4 separate regions of the Mus musculus genome follow, and regions 2, 3 and 4 are each linked to region 1. The links are chromatin contacts, called in public Hi-C and promoter capture Hi-C maps. All regions are on one chromosome and are shown on one strand. The core of a region is the stretch at or near the end of the contact, and the rest is flanking DNA. Distances in the headings are between cores, read along the strand shown.

The links. Promoter capture Hi-C pulls out the DNA fragments that hold promoters and counts their contacts. A called contact is a pair of places that touch in the nucleus more often than the background predicts.
Region 2: a contact with region 1 is called in a Hi-C map of muscle stem cells, with 4 times the contacts expected there. The contact joins the promoter of Gmps here to the promoter of Nmd3 in region 1. A contact is called at or near these places in 2 of 484 Hi-C or Micro-C datasets (CD4 T cells and muscle stem cells).
Region 3: a contact with region 1 is called in a promoter capture Hi-C map of cranial neural crest. The contact joins the promoter of Etfdh here to the promoter of Nmd3 in region 1. A contact is called at or near these places in 1 of 39 promoter capture datasets (cranial neural crest) and 2 of 484 Hi-C or Micro-C datasets (CD4 T cells and CD8 T cells).
Region 4: a Hi-C map of B cells shows a contact between it and region 1, with 5 read pairs. The contact joins the promoter of Dhx36 here to the promoter of Nmd3 in region 1. A contact is called at or near these places in 3 of 484 Hi-C or Micro-C datasets (B cells, CD4 T cells and the G1E-ER4 cell line).

The regions. Positions count from the first base shown.
Region 1 is chr3:69,720,626-69,724,694 of GRCm38.p6, reverse strand. It overlaps Nmd3 (NMD3 ribosome export adaptor), which reads right to left and starts at 2,640. Exons shown (of 16, transcript NM_133787.2): 1 at 2,573-2,640; 2 at 2,229-2,286; 3 at 304-438. The coding sequence starts at 2,272.
Region 2 is chr3:63,974,198-63,978,355 of GRCm38.p6, reverse strand. It overlaps Gmps (guanine monophosphate synthetase), which reads right to left and starts at 2,213. Exons shown (of 16, transcript NM_001033300.2): 1 at 2,046-2,213. The coding sequence starts at 2,072.
Region 3 is chr3:79,627,360-79,630,944 of GRCm38.p6, reverse strand. Etfdh (electron transferring flavoprotein, dehydrogenase) reads left to right here and starts at 2,178. Exons shown (of 13, transcript NM_025794.2): 1 at 2,178-2,427. The coding sequence starts at 2,394. It overlaps 4930579G24Rik (RIKEN cDNA 4930579G24 gene), which reads right to left and starts at 1,866. Exons shown (of 2, transcript NM_029482.1): 1 at 1,589-1,866. The coding sequence starts at 1,768.
Region 4 is chr3:62,504,388-62,508,246 of GRCm38.p6, reverse strand. Dhx36 (DEAH (Asp-Glu-Ala-His) box polypeptide 36) reads left to right here and starts at 1,259. Exons shown (of 25, transcript NM_028136.2): 1 at 1,259-1,529. The coding sequence starts at 1,308.

The DNA.
Region 1 (4,069 bases), core at 1,391-3,890:
CAACAACTAAAGGAACGAAACTGAAGAAAGAATGCATCAGCTCTCAGAAGGCGTCTTCTACTGTCAGATTCAGTATCTCACTTTTATACAAATATTTTTTCTATCCTTACCAGATTAGTAGGACAGTAGAAAGCACAGCATAAAACTGCAAATTATTATATCCTTGGTAACATCAACTAGGTAAAAATTAACACTCAACAGCACGTTTCATTCCGTATACTTCAGAGTAATCTCAGCATAACACAGTGGCTCTCTGTATGAAGACCAACTTAAGGAAGCTAAACAAGTAGTAATGTACTGTACCTCTGACACTGTTTGCAGAAAGAAATGGAGACCTGCTTTGGAACACCTTGGCTGATGTCAACTTTACTTCGTAAACAGGCCACACAAATATTGGCAGGATTTGGACTAATTGGGACACCACATTCACAGCACAAGCTTGAGAAAATAAAGCAGATTTTTTCCAATTAGATTTTATACATTTACTAGTCAAAAACAAAACAAAACAAACAAACAAAAAACCCCTACCAAGCCAAAGCCTTCAAGATTCTACTGTTTAAAGTGGGGGAGGAGACACTTAATGGGTCAAAGTGCTTCCAGCTCTTATAGCAAACTGGGGTCAATTTTCAGCACACAAGAGGCAGCTCACAACCATCTGTAACTCTAGTTCCAGGAGAGTCTACCACTCTTCTGATGTCCATGGCCTCTTACATGCACTTAGCACACACACATACACTCACGAATAAAATAAGTTGATTTGTTTTTAAAAGACAAGTGGGGTGTGGGGGGAAATCTTTTTCGTCTTAACAACCAGGAAGCAGGGCACACAGATCTGTGAGTCTCACGCCAGCCAGAGCTTCATGAGAGTCTGTCTCGAAGAGGGGAAAAAGGCAATCTTAAAGACAGAGTGAAGAAGAATCCTGAAACATCGGCAAAAATCAAAGGGCCATAATTCTGAAAATGCTTAAAGAGGGCACTGTGCGACTTTGTCATGCTAATGAACTTCATGCAATGATAGAAATGTCCTAGTCCCTCATCTCTTCTTTAAAATTGGAAAACTAAGAAAAAAAGAAATTAGCAATGCAAATAGTCTAACAACAATAGCAAACACTAATGTGCACATAAATTCAACAATATAAACAAAAGACAGCCAAGTGTGATGGTGCAGACCTTTACCCAGCACTTGCGAGGCAGAGGCAGAGGCAGACAGATCTCTCTATGAGTTCCTGGTAAGCAGGACTTAACATGGTAAGACTGTCTCAAAAGCAAAAATAAACAACAAAGAGAAACAAACAATATATGTAAGATCCGTTTCTCGTTTCTCTTGCATCTGACTCGGCTAGTGGGTGCCCCCTTTGTTCTGAGCATCTACAATGCGTAGATGCGAACAGGCCCCCTTTACAGGGACCCACAATGAACAGTAAAGGAAAATGTACGTATTCCATGAAAACAGAAAGGAGATTATTAAGGAAAGGAAAGGGACCTGTGAGGGGGTAGGAGGGTTAAGGAAGATCAATGGTAGGGTAAATATGAACGCTGTACAATGTTAAATATGCGGACCCTCCTATATACATGAAAATATAATGAAACCCTGTATTTTATGTTACAAAGTAATTTTTAAAAGGAGAAATAGACAAAAATACAGGACAAGAAGAGCACCTATGCCTACCGATGCTCTAAGCTACAGGAGTATAACTCTATAGTGTACTGGAGGCAGAAAAATTTTGTGAAGCAGGCCTGACATAATCGCAGCACTTGGGAGGCTAAGGCTGAAGGGACAAGGCTCTCAAGGTCAGCCGTGGCTACAGAGTGAATTCCAGGGCCAATCTAACAGGACTGGCTCCATCGAAAGTAAGATTTCAACGAAACAGCAGAAAAAGTCTGTGAACCTCCGCCACCGTGGCCCACGGCTGCCCAAAGAAAACTAAGATAATCTTCCAGTGGTGGCCACTAGCTGCACGTGAGCACCGCATACCATGTGGCTAGCACGACAGAGGAGCCGGGTGACAACCGTACACGTCCACTCGTGCCCCTCTAGGAGGACGTCTTCTCAAAGCACTCATTTTTTTCTACACCGGACTTAAAATGGGGTAGACTTCCTATGCGATCAAGACCCAACCGTTTTCTCCCACCGAGAAAAGGACCTCTCCTGCTAGCGTTAACCGTTTTCTCGGTATTTTACGATCTGCAGACGCCAAGGGATCGATCAGGGCGGGCTCGCAACTCACATGTGTCCCGGGCTGTGCTCAATGGACTCTGCCATGTACTCCATGGTTCGCGCGCGACCTATCAAGGGGAGGGAAGGACCGGTGAGACTTGGATCCATCAGGTCGAGTCTCCTGAGTTCGGGGACAGCCATGCGTGCGGCACACAAGCCCGGGGGTCGCGAGCCGCCGCCCAGCACGGCCCTTCCGCCCTCCTCCGCGCCGCGGCTCCGCATGCGGCCGGCCTCGGCCCCACACCCACGCCCCGGCGCCCGTGCGGGCCGCTCGCAGCCCGGGTACAGGGCCCGGCTCGCTCCCTCGTCTGGCCGCTGTTGGCGCAGGAGCCGGGTCTCCCACCCAGAACCTACCAGCAGCTCCGTGACAGGGCGAAATACACCCACAGCGGGCAACCCGCCGGCCAGGACGCACTACCGGCTACCTCAGCCGCGCTACACACCTACGAAGATCTCGCGATAGGAGAACCGGAAATCCCGCGTGCTGAAGGGTGCGGGAGAAGGGGACGGGTGGGCGGGGTCAAAGAATACACGTGTAGCAAGGGGCGGGGCCTATGGAGTGAGTGGGTGGGGATACGGGAGACCGGGCGAGCTGAGCAGGCTCGGGACAGTGATTACAACAGTTTGGTGTCTGTGATAGGCTCACCGTTCCACCCGCCCCCGTATCTTTAAAATGCACTTCTCAGCTCCTGGGGAGAGGGCTCAGCAGTTAAAAGCAGTTGTTCTTACAAAGGACCTGGGTTCAATTCCCAGCACTCACAGGGTGGGCTCACTGACGTCTAGAGTTCCATTTGGAGAGGATCTGCCGCCCTCTTAACTCTGAGGCCACCAACCACAAACTTGGTGCATATATATTCATGCGGGCCAAACACTCAAATACATAAAATACATGGATCTTTCTAAAGAAACATGGCCACTGTAAATATCACCATGGACAACTTAAGAGTATCGAATCGCTGTTTACTAAACAGTTGATGCAAAAAGAAAAAGAAAAGAAAGAAAAACTGAAAACTCTCTATTATATTGCAAACACTGTACTTTTAATAGTAAGCAGAAAATATAAAATGTTTTTCATTAAAGAAAAGTATTATTCTTAAAGAAATCATCTGAAACATATTTTTCTCAGAAGTGGATCCACAAAATAGATGAAAACAGGTAAATCCGCAACTGTAACCGAAACTGATGTCAAAAGGAAGACCCTAGCATTTCTAAGGTCCGAAGAGGTGTCAGACGCCCCGGAGCTGGAGTTACAGGTGGTTTGAAACTGCCCAACACAGAGGCTGAGAACCAAGCTCTTCTGGTCCTGGGAGAGAGTAGCAGATGTTCTTAACTGCTGAGCCACCACCTTTCCAGCTCCACACAATCATCTGTGTTTTATAAGACATTTATAATGAACATGGAAATGTAACTACAGTATAAACTTTAGTTACTTGTTTTTTAAAGATATGCCTAATTTCTACTAAAACAGACAAGGGTGTTTATGTTCTCCACTTTTAATAGAGTGTTGGAAGTTTTTAGCTAGGGCTGTAAGACAAGGGAAATAATAAAGGGAATACAAATAAGAAAGGGAGAAACCAAAATATTCTTATTTGCAGATGCTATGATTCTATACATGAGAGTCCTAAGAACTCCAATAGAAGCCTTAGCGTTGGAGGCTGGGGAGATGGCTGAGTCAGTAAGGTGCTTGCCATGCAGGCTCGAGGATCTGAGTTGGATACCCAGCACCTGCATAAAGAGGGGAAAGTGGTCTGAAGAGATGGCTCAGTAGTCCATACTATTATTCTTGCAAAACACTAGAGTTCAGTACCCAGCATCCGTATTATCATCTTTGAATGGCTTATAACTTCAACT
Region 2 (4,158 bases), core at 964-3,463, 5.7 Mb after region 1:
ACCGTCCACCTGGGAGGCATTTTCTTAACTGCTTTCTATTTATCTTTCCAAATAACAAAAAGCCAAACAGAACACTCATTTATATAAAATATTGGTACAGAATTTCTAAAAGTTTTAAAAACAAGGGCTGGGTTAATGGCTCTGGGGTTATGAGCACTGCACTGCCTGCTCTTCCTGAGGATCCAGGTTCAATTCTTTGAACCCACATGGCAGCTCACAACTGTCTGTAATTCCAGTCCCAAGGGATCTTATGTCATTTTCTGGCCTCCATGACCACACGGGCACGAACATGTGGTACACAGACACACTTGCAAGAATAACACCATAAATGTACGTGTGTGTGTGTGTGTGTGTGTGTGTGTGTGTGTGGAGGAGGCTAGCCTTACACTGATGTATGTCTTCTCACTGACGGTGCTGGAATAGCATCTGTGATGGTTAATCCTAATAGGCCAGCTTAAGAATTACTTTATTACTTTTATTAAGTTTTTTTGCATTTTATTTTTAAATTCCTTATAACAGTGTTGTGCCTATATGTTTGTCTGCACCATTTGCATGCAGTGTCTACAGGGACCAAGTGAGGATGTTGGATCATCTGAGCTGGAATTACAGACAGCTGTGAGTTGGCCACTCTACCACATGACCTTGACATAAAATTTAGCTATTCACCTTAAACTCAAATAAATCACAATGATCAAAAATATCATCTTAAGAAAATATTGAGCCGGGCAGTGGTGGCACACGCCTTTAATCCCAGCACTTGGGAGGCAGTGGCAGGCGGTTTTCTGAGTTCGGGGTCAGCCTGGTCTACAGAGTGAGTTCCAGGACAGCCAGGGCTACACAAAGAAACCCTGTATCGGAAAAAAAAAAGCAAAATAATAATTAAAAAATGTTGAAAAAATACTGAAATAATTTTGTGAAAATATTCTTCTAGATCGCAGTAGGTTCTATAAAACCGCAGCGAACTCATCCACCATAAAGATGAGTTCCAGTGAGTTGTAAGATTAAAAATTAAAGACAAATGTACAAAACTGTAAGGTGAGACTTATTCTTCAGACCATGACAGGTGCCTAGGTTTGAAAATATAGGAGCTACCTAATAATGTTTATTCATTTGTTCAACACAGGTTTTTGAATGATTCCTACATATTAAGCAGCCATTCGCGAGTTTGTGACACTTAAGCTCCATGTTTGCAAGGGCAGAAATTATTCCTGGCTCTAGAACAGCTATCCAAAAGTTTGGAGTTTCATACACCCGAAGAGAAATTTAACCAGATTGCTAAAGCTAGGTCACAAGCATGCACAAGCGTGATGTACACCTTGCTAAAGTAAATTATATTCCAACACCGCAGTTTCTCGATGACAAAACTGACTTTGTGAAGGTCAGAAAGCTCTCCAGGTCAAAGACGATTAGGTCGGAAGGGAAAGGGGACCAATTCAGACCAGGCAATTAAGAACGATGTCTAAGGCTGGGAGTTGGAAGCCACAAACGGGCATCAACGGCCCAACGCTCTCGCGTCTTGGCTAACGCAGTTAACTTTTTCCAGCACCCGTGGAGAACCTGGCTCCCAAGAAAAGGCCCCAAAGGCGGGAAAATGTCCCCGAAAACTAGCACGTAATACACGAGACAGAGTGCGCAGGAGCAGAACCTTTAACTCTACCCCTCCGAGGATGGCGGGAGAAGAGGGTGAGAAGCACACCTGGGCCCAGGAACAGAAGCTGTGGTCAATAGAGTCAGAAAGGCCTGCACTAGGCTGGAAAGAATACAGGCCCGCCTGGCCGGACCGCCGCAGGCGAGGCCCCGACCCTGCCCTGCGGTTGAAGGGCCCCGAAGTCCCCAAGAATCGCGGCCCACAGCCAGGTCGCCTCTCCGCTGGAACTCGATGCTTCACTAGCAAAGCCAACAAAGCGCCTCGGATGCAATAAAGCCGCGCCGCAGGCCGGGCTGACACATGTAGAGCGCCACTGACCCGGCCGAGGGAGACGGACGGACCCCCAGGTCTCGCTCACGCTGCCGGAGGGCGGCAGAGACGCCAATCACAGACTGACCTTGGAATCTCCGTTGCACAGGGCCATCGGGGACCAACGCCGCGGGTGCAGACTGCTGGCAAGGCCTGGACGCCAGAGGCTCAACACCGGGACCGGCAGAAGCGTGAAGAACAAGAGCAGCCCGGAACCTAACAGCGGCCTCAGAACACAGAAGCGCGCGCAGGCCCTGCCTCCAGCTTCCGCCCGACCTCCTCTAACCGGCCCCGCCTCTTAGAGGCGGGACCATGCAAGCCCCGCCCTCGTCGTCACCCCGGGAAGATAACACCAAACCTACCAGAAAGGAAAGCATCAGCCATGCCCCCAGTCTGGGCAATAGAACTGGATGTGATAGCTGACAATAATTAAGTAGTGGCTACATACCACCTCAAACTTCAAGTTTTTATAAACTGCAAGATACATTTAAGTAATGGATTCACCGTGTCACAAATAGTGGCTCAATTTTTCTGGTTTTTTTTTGTTTTATTTTGGTTTTGTTGTTTTTCTAAATAAGGTCACTCAGCAGACCAGGCTAGCCTCAAAGTTACATCCAGCTGCCTCTGACTCCTAAGTGCTAAAATTAAAGGTGTGTGCCATCACCTCTGTTTTTTAACAATAAGCTGTAGATTCCTCAGAGAGCCTACCTTGTTGAAGAAATTATATTTATTTGATTGCCTGTTTAGTTTTTGTTTGTCTGTTTCTTTTTTCTTTTGTAAGAATGTATGGTAGCCAGTCACCACCTTTGATCCCAGCAATCTGGAGGCTGAGGCAGGCACATCTTAGTTCCAGGCCAGATTTTTTTTTCTTTTTTTTTTTTTTTTGGTTTTTCAAGACAGGGTTTCTCTGTATAGCCCTGGCTGTCCTAGAACTCACTTTGTAGACCAGGCTGGCCTCGAACTCAGAAATCCGCCTGCCTCTGCCTCCCGAGTGCTGGGATTAAAGGCGTGCGCCACCACGCCCGGCTCAGATTTTTAAAAATAAGGAAAGAAAGTAATTAAAAGAAAAATGTTCAGAGGCTCTTGATCTCTCTCTCTCTCTCTCTCACTCTGGTGCCAGAACAGCCAGGGCTATACAGAGAAACCCTGTCTCAAAAAAAAAAAAAAAAAAAAAAAAAGAAGAAGAAGAAAAGAAAGAAAGAAAGAAAGAAAGAAAGGGAAAAGGGAAAAGGGAAAAGGGAAAAGGGAAAAGGGAAAGGGAAAGGGAAAGGGAAAGGAAAGGAAAGGAAAGGAAAGGAAAGGAAAAAAGAAAACCCAACATCCTCCCATGGCCTCAGTGCCTATAAACACATGTACACATAACCCCCCCCCCCCCAACACACACACAATGAAATAAGAACTTTTGCAAGCAACAGCAAAAAAGAATGGCTGATGTGAAGGAAGAAGCCAGGTGTCATTGGTGTCCTAACACTTGCTAGTGCATCCCTGTGAGTTGGAGGCCAGCCTAGGACACATAGAAAAAGACAGGAAAGGAGAACTGCTGTGGATGATAAAGGACACAGATAGGATTTATGATAAACTATCAAGTAATAAAAGCTGGAAATGTTAAAGAATCATTTTCAGCTATCATAACAATAGTAAATTAGGACATGAAATATTAGTAGATGCTAAAATTAAAGAGTGGAAGATAAGAAGCAAGTTTTATTTATACTGTCACAGAGTATCTTCCCACATTATTACTTATGCAATGTAAAATAGCAAATTTTTCTGTCTTTGCTTGTTTTTGAGTAGAGTTTCACTGTTAACCCTTGATAGCTATGAACTAGACATGATCCAACTGCATGAGCCTCCCAAGTGTATATGCTACCACATCTTACAAAATTTAGCAACTTTAGAAGTGCCTCAAGTCAGCCTTTCTTGAGTGATCAATATGAATATCACAAATAGTACAGTAGGTCAGTGTCATGTCTCACTTGATGGTCTAAATAAAATGAGGAGAATGTTACTGTAGTTCTGCCTAAAATTCATAAAAGAAAGGAACATCAATTAAAGACACATTCCACAAAATAACTGGCCTATGATTATATCCAGTTATTTATTTCTTTATGAAAACAATACCTCTAAACCTGATCATTAAAGGAGACTTTTTTCTGCAATTAGGGCAGAGTTTATCCATCAAGAACATCTTTTCTCCGTGATAG
Region 3 (3,585 bases), core at 929-3,428, 9.9 Mb before region 1:
AAAGAAATGAATTTTCAAAAAAAAAAAAAAAAAAAAAAACACTGGTTCTTTCTTGAAGCCGAAGTCTCAGAACAGGGGAGGCACACAGCTCTACCCAAGCTGCACTCAGAGCCTCTAAATTTTTTCATAACGTAACTTTAAGGAAGAATACCTGCCATAAAAATACTCACTGAATATGACAAGTCAGTATTTTTAACAGAAAACACATCCAACTCTCATATATTTCCCCAAGGCAACCTGGAAACCTCTTGACTAAAAGTGGCAGAGCCATCCAAAGGACTTCCTCACTTTGCCTGGTAACGAAGTAAGAAAAGCCCTGTTCCACTATTTTCACCCATGAACACTTATTTTTGAGCTATAAATAAGTAAATAAATAATAAAATCAAAGAACTTATACTCTAAGCTGAGCTGACAGAACATCTAAAATCACACACAGCTATGAAAAACTCACTTTTAAATCAAATGCTTTCTTCACCAAAAAATATAAAATAACACTTTTTTTATATCATGTCAGCATTTATTGTTCACATTTATTTGTAACCTGTATTGTTTGGGGGGAGGGACCTGGACTAATACTTCAGCCATCTCTTTTGACAAAAGAATAAAAACCTGTCAGCCAGTTCTAGTTTCCAAATCTTTTGTGTGGTTATTCCACAACCCTCTCCAGGAAGATTGTCTGCTACATACTTCAGTCCTTTCTCCCTCTCAAAGAGTCCTTATAAAGTGCCACTGTAAACACATAAGTGGATGCTCACAGTCAGCTATTGGATGGATCACAGGGCCCCCAATGGAGGAGCTTGAGAAAGTACCCAAGGAGCTAAAGAGATCTGCAACCCTATAGGTGGAACAACATTATGAACTAACCAGTACCCCGGAGCTCTTGACTCTAGCTGCATATGTATCAAAAGATGGCCTAGTCGGCCTTCAATGGAAAGAACGGCCCATTGGACTGGCAAACTCTATATGCCTCAGTACAGGGGAACGCCAGGGCCAAAAAGTGGGAGTGGGTGGGTAGGGGAGTGGGAGAGGGTATGGGGGACTTTTGGGATAGCATTGGAAATGTAAATGAGGAAAATACCTAATAATAAATAAATAAAGTGCCGCTGTGACCCTCCAACCCCTCAGCGTTATACGTGTTGGGGTCAGGAAGTTATTTCTGGGAATTCGAGATTGAACAAAAACTTTACAGAATTTTTGCATTGCAAGATTCTGTTCTAAACTGTCCTATCAAATCCATCTGCCGGCTGTGATTAGCCCTGGTCCACTCAAGTCCAACACAGAGCCAAGTAAGCGACACACAACAGCATCACCAGCTGGCCCTGGGCTGGTGGCCAACTAGAAGCACAAGCTCGAGTCCCTTAGAAAGCACCAATGGGCAAGGAGGCAAGCTATGACCGCCCAAAGTGCTCCGAGGGATGGGAGGAGGCGGAGAGAGGATCCTGGCAGCGGGGCTGCGGATGACCGCTAGCAGAAGGAGAAGGAAAGAAAGATGCGGGAAGAGAGAGCCGAGGCTAGCCCTCAACTCCAAGAACCGCAGGCAGGAGCACCCTAGCTGCAATCAGCTCTCAGCCGCAACGGCGACACTCACGTCTCCGATCTGCAGCTCCACTTGCTCCAGCGGGTCCACGGTTGGACCGGGACTCCTGCTCGGATCCCGCCAGCCCAAACTCACTGGCATGCTGAGGGACGACGAAGAGGCGCCTGACGACGGAGATGAGGGAGGCGGCGGCGGCGGCGAAGAAGCCCGAAACTCCTCAGAGTCAGCCATGGGAGTGAGCTGGGGCTACTGGACCGGATCAAGCAACCGAACCCTCACCAACTGCCTTTCGACCGCTCGCGCCCAAAGCCCATAGGCTCCGCCTCCTCCCACACGGAGTCCCGCCCCATCTTCTCGTTTGTCTCTGCCCTGGACCCCAAGTACGTCTCATTTTTTCCAGACAGCCAATCAGATATCAAGCCAGGCGTCACCAGGCTCCTGCGCACAGCTCCAGGAGCTAAACACTACAACTCCCAGAATGCCTAGCAAATCAGCCTCGCTATGCTTCTAGGGCGCATGCGCACACGCGAGAGCTTGTCGGCCTCTTCTGCACACTAGGTTCCTGGCTGAGGATGACTGGGAGATGGAGTCTTCTGCCTTTTCCTGGCTTGTATGTGACCCGGAAACCTTACTGGCCTTCGTGTCCTCTGTGGCGCCGGCGCAAAGCAGAAGAGGGGCGGGTACGCCGCGAAGCAAGGGCGGTCGGCAGAGCCCAGACGCTGACAGAAGCTGAGCAGTCGGGGCTTCTTGGCAGGTGATGGCGCCCCTCGTAGCCTAGAAGTCCAGCACCCTCGGCAAGCCGCAGACCCACGCCTCTCTCCTTTGTATCTGGTCAAGTCTCCGGGTCACTTTGAACATGTTGGTGCGACTAACCAAGCTGTCCTGCCCTGGTGAGACGAAACTCCTGGTGGGGACAGAAGGAGCAAGGTGGATAAGTTGGGACAAAACAAGACTGGGGCCACACCCGGGGTACTGCCAGCATCTCTTTCCTTGTCTATTGTCTTAGGCTAAACTAGGGCAAAGGTCAATGCTGTCAGCGCCTGGTGGCCGACCCTACCTTACCGACCTTGGAGTTGCCCCAGTTGGCAGAATTATCATCTAGGTTAAAGGTCATGAGAAGAGAAAATTGTCAACACTGCCCCCTCGGTGGAGTTCCCCCAAATGCCGCTCCTAATCTTTACCTCAAGGCTCAGGTATTATCTGCCGCCTTATTAGGAATGGGAAAGAAAGAAAAACTTGTGTGGGTTTTCGCCTTGGCTCTGACCTGACTTTGCAGCCATAATAGTCTAATCTTAATTGAAGTCTGAGCTCTCATATCGTATTAACTCATATATTACCAATTATGTCTGGAGTCGGAATTTTTTCTGCATTATCCAGAGTTAACACCAGGCGTTTCTGTTATGGGTGTTTCTTAAAGCAGTTGCAGGATAGTTTTAAGTTTTTACTTAAAAACAACCCCCTCGTTCAAACAGAAGTTTAGAGGATCTTGAATTCTGTTGTAACTGGCTTAATATAAATCTTTACTGAAGTTAATTTGGCTGTGGGATTTTTAAACAAGTATTTGTATACTTGTTTAAACAATATGGTGTATATTCAAACCAAGCATCTATTATCCACAGAAGATGGTATGCTTTGAGAGCCATCAGTTTACAGTCTAATTTAGATGCAGTCTTGGATCTAGTCAGTGACTTTTCTTTAAACGCTAATTTGTTACATTTTCATTACTCAGTGTTACCTCTAGTGGTGACAACTAAATGTGCTAAGTATGTCGTGTATGGCTGATCCGGTGTTCAGTGACTCTGACTTTGCTTTCTACTGGAACTCTGTCTTTATGCCTAAATGTTCAGATGGGTCATGAGAGATACCATGCTCGTTTAAGCAAAGGAATAAACGTTATACCTTTTTAAAATTCTCTGGTGGGAATCAGAGGCCACGGTTCCAACTGTTCTCGAGCAAATTAGTAGCTGTACAAATAATAGAATGAATTTTCAGAAGTAAATGATAACTTGTATATGGTAAACTACAGGGTATAATAAATACCTTTTAAA
Region 4 (3,859 bases), core at 10-2,509, 7.2 Mb after region 1:
ATGATTATTTTCTTCCCCCTTCTAAGTGGGATTGAAGCATCCTCATTTGAGCCTTTCTGCTTGTTAAACTTTAAGTACTGTGGATTGTATCCTAGGTATTCTGTACTTTTTTAGTTAATATCCACTTATCATTGAGTACGTACCATGCATGTCCATTTGGGTCTGGATTACTTCGATGATCAGGATATTTTCTTGTTCCATTCATTTGCATGCAAAATTCATGATGTCCTCATTTTTAATAGCTGAATAGTATTCCACTGAGTAAATGAACCACATTTTCTGTATCCATTCTTTGGTTGTTTCCAGCTTCTGGCAATTACATATAAGGCTGTTATGAACATAGTGGAGCACATGTCCTTGTGGTATGGTAGGACATCTTCTCATATATTCACAAGAGTGGTATAGTTGGGTCTTCAGGTAGAACTATTTCTAATTTTCTGAGGAACTGCCAGATTAGATACAAGTAACCTATGACAGCCTCAAACTCATTATACAGCTAAGGGTCAAATTCTGATTTATCATCTTCCATCTGCTGTTTGCTGAGATTGCATACCTGCACCACAACACCGTTTATACTGTTTGGGATTAAAACCATGCCAGGCAAGCACTCTTATCAATTGAGCTGACACCCAAGTTCCAGGATTAAAGTTTTTTTTTTTTTTTAAGATTTATTTATTTTATGTATATGAGTTTACTATAGCTGTTTTCAGACACACCAAAAGAGGGTATGGGATTTGATTATGGATGGTTGTGAGCAACCATGTGGTTGCTAGGAATTGAACTCATGACTTCTAGGAGGAGCAGTCAGTGCTCTTAACGGCTGAGCCGTCTCTCCAAGCCTAGTATTAGAGAGTCTTTAAAGAAGGTATTTGGGTGCGTATATTTGACTGAAAGAGGTGCCAGGCGTTTTCTAAGAAATAAGAACTTCTTTGGTCTTTGAGGACAGAGTACACAATGGTCGATGGTTTTGTTGGGTATGTATTTGCATGGCTTTGCAAATAAGTTCTAGGTTTAACAAAGTAATTAAAATTCACTCAAATTTCCACATTTTCTCAGGCTAGTTTAAATTCCCCGCCATCCGAAGGACGCCCACCCAGGAGCTAAGTTTCTGGCCAGAACACGAACCGCGGCTCACACCGCTGGCGCCGTCCGTGACGTCACCGGAAATGTCTGCTTGTGACACTCAACGTCCCGCCCTCTCGCGCTGGGCGCCGGAAGCAAAGCAGAGGGGAATGTGCGCCCGCTTCCGGGCCCGGACGCCATTTTCAGCGGTTGAGTTTTGGCAGAGCTGCTAGTCGGCTCCGACAATGAGCTACGACTATCATCAGAGCTGGAGCCGCGATGGGGGCCCACGGGGCTCCGGCCAGGGCTCCAGCGGCGGCGGCGGCGGAGGGAGCCGGGGCTCGGGCGGCGGCGGAGGGGGCCGCGGCGGCCGGGGCCGGCATCCCGCACACCTTAAGGGTCGCGAGATCGGCCTGTGGTACGCCAAGAAGCAGACGCAGAAGAACAAGGAGGCTGAGAGGCAGGAGGTATGGAGGTCTCGTCAGGACGCGTTTGCTCTCCCTGGCGTTTGCTCGAGCTCGATGCAACCTCTGTCGAGCCCCGGGTAACGGGTCACCCGATGGGTTGCGCCTCCATCCCAAGCCATCACTGCTGCAGCCGATGCATGCTCTGTTTACGGACTTGAGAACTGAACTGAGGGTGAATGCTAAATTCAGACTCTAGCCAAGCCGACTCTTATTAGGGGATGCAATCATTTAGAATGCTTGCTGTCACCTTTAAGTTTTTTCCCCGAAGCAGCCAACAAAAGCATTAAAACACTGTCTTAAGTGTGTAGATCTTGGAGAAAAAAGTAGTTTAGGTAATAGTATTAGCATTAAAGTGAGTCATATGCTGGTCTTTTTTTTTTTTTTTTTCTCCCTTTCTGTTCTGAATTTTCTGTTGACTAGCAGCGCCTCTTTTAAGACTTATTGAAAGGAAGACGCTGTAGAGAAGTATTTGGCTAATTTCATCAGGAAATTGTCAGTTTGGTTTGTATCTTGAAGACCTGTAGTATAGGAAGCATCGTGTTTTTGTTGTCTGTTTTGTTTTGTTTTGTTTTGTTTTGTTTTGTTTTACCTGAGACAGGGTTTGTGTAGCCTTGGCTGTTCTGAACCTGCTCTGTAAATCAGGTTGGCCCTGAACACACAGAGATCCACCTACCTCCGAGATTAGAGGTGTGCACCACCAACCCAGCAAACATAATGGTTTTTGAGTGACCTGGTCTAAGTAACTCCATCATTGCGCAGAATCTTTAAGTGTTTGGACACTGTTTCATACATGCTTTTTTGAATGCTAAAGACCTTTGCATTCTAATAGGGGGAAAGAAATACCTAAACAAATAAGTTCAATAAGCGGATCTTTCCAGATATACACAGGACACACGTAACTTGTGCCCTGGATATTGATGCTACATAGTGCAGGCTGACCTTGTACTCCTAGTCCTCTTTTCATTCCCAGTGCTGGGATTTCATATGTGCACACCTCAGGGCTAGGCTTTTTTTATTAGTTGACCCCTTGATCCCAGTCCCATCCCCAAACTTCCACTTTAGCAAATGCCAGTGTTGTTTATTCACCTGCCATGTGGAAGTGAGCATTGATTTTTCTCTTTTCATTTTGGGAAATCTGTTTGCTCTGCTTTCTTGCTTATCTCTGCAGCAAGTATGGGTCAGACCTCTTAACTTGTTATTTGAATTATAGCCGCCCACCCCAGTCCCATTGTGGTCTCTTAAAACGTGATTCCTTAAGTGGTCTTTAGATCATTTTATTCTTTACTTCCCAACTTGTTTATTGAAGCCATGCAGCTTCTGCCTCTCATTGGTGTTGCCTGGGAACCATGTGATCTGGCTGTAACCTGTAACCCTCCTTGGGTTGATTTTTCCCAGCTCAAGCTCTGAGGCTGATGTAATCATTTATGATTTCTGCTCCTTATTACTTTTTTTTTTTTTTTTTTACCATTTTCCTCTCTAAAACGAGTCTTTGAATTATCTCTAAACATGGTTTTCAATTGGTATAATTCTTTTCAGCACTTTTGGCTTGATAAGATTTTTATCCTAGAATTTCCATCGCTTTTACATTCAAACAAGCCTCATGCTTGCAGATGAAAATACTCCAGTGGGTCCTCATAGTTCTTTCCATATATGTGTATGGCAAACTTACTATTATAGTACCTAATTTATAGAGATGATGTGTGCTAAGGGCCATAGACAGAATGCTATGTTACTAAATAGGAGGATATGGGCTTTCTAGTCAAATGAAAGGATCTTAAAAGATAGAGATAGTTAGCCGTTACTGGGCTACAAGTGAGGGCTTCTGGATGAGCAAGGCTTCGCAGCCTTTCTAATTCTGTGACCTTTTAATACAGTTCCTCATGTTTTGGTGACACCCCCCACCCCCATACACACATGCCTTAAATTTATTTGGTTGCTGTTTTGTAATTTTTTTTTTTTGCTCTTCTTATAAGTGTAATGTAAATGTCTGTGTTTTCCAGTGGGCTTACGAGACTCCTGTGAAAGGGTCGTTTGACATTAAGGGGTCTATGAGAGACGATGACCTAGAAACATCTTCACTAGATTTAGCATTTGGCATTGCAAGGGCCCGTGGATACTATTGAAATGAGGGTACATAATGAAAAGAATGGCCTAGTTCTGAAGTAGACCTATCTTGTTTCTCCAACTTGAATATGCATAGGATTCACCTGGCACCTAGTTAAAGTAAATGACCGGACAGAGCCAGAGAGTCTACTTCTCTAACAGACTTACACATGATGCCAGCGTTACTCGCCATGTAGGTCATTCCAGCTGTAAAGTGGGCAACACAT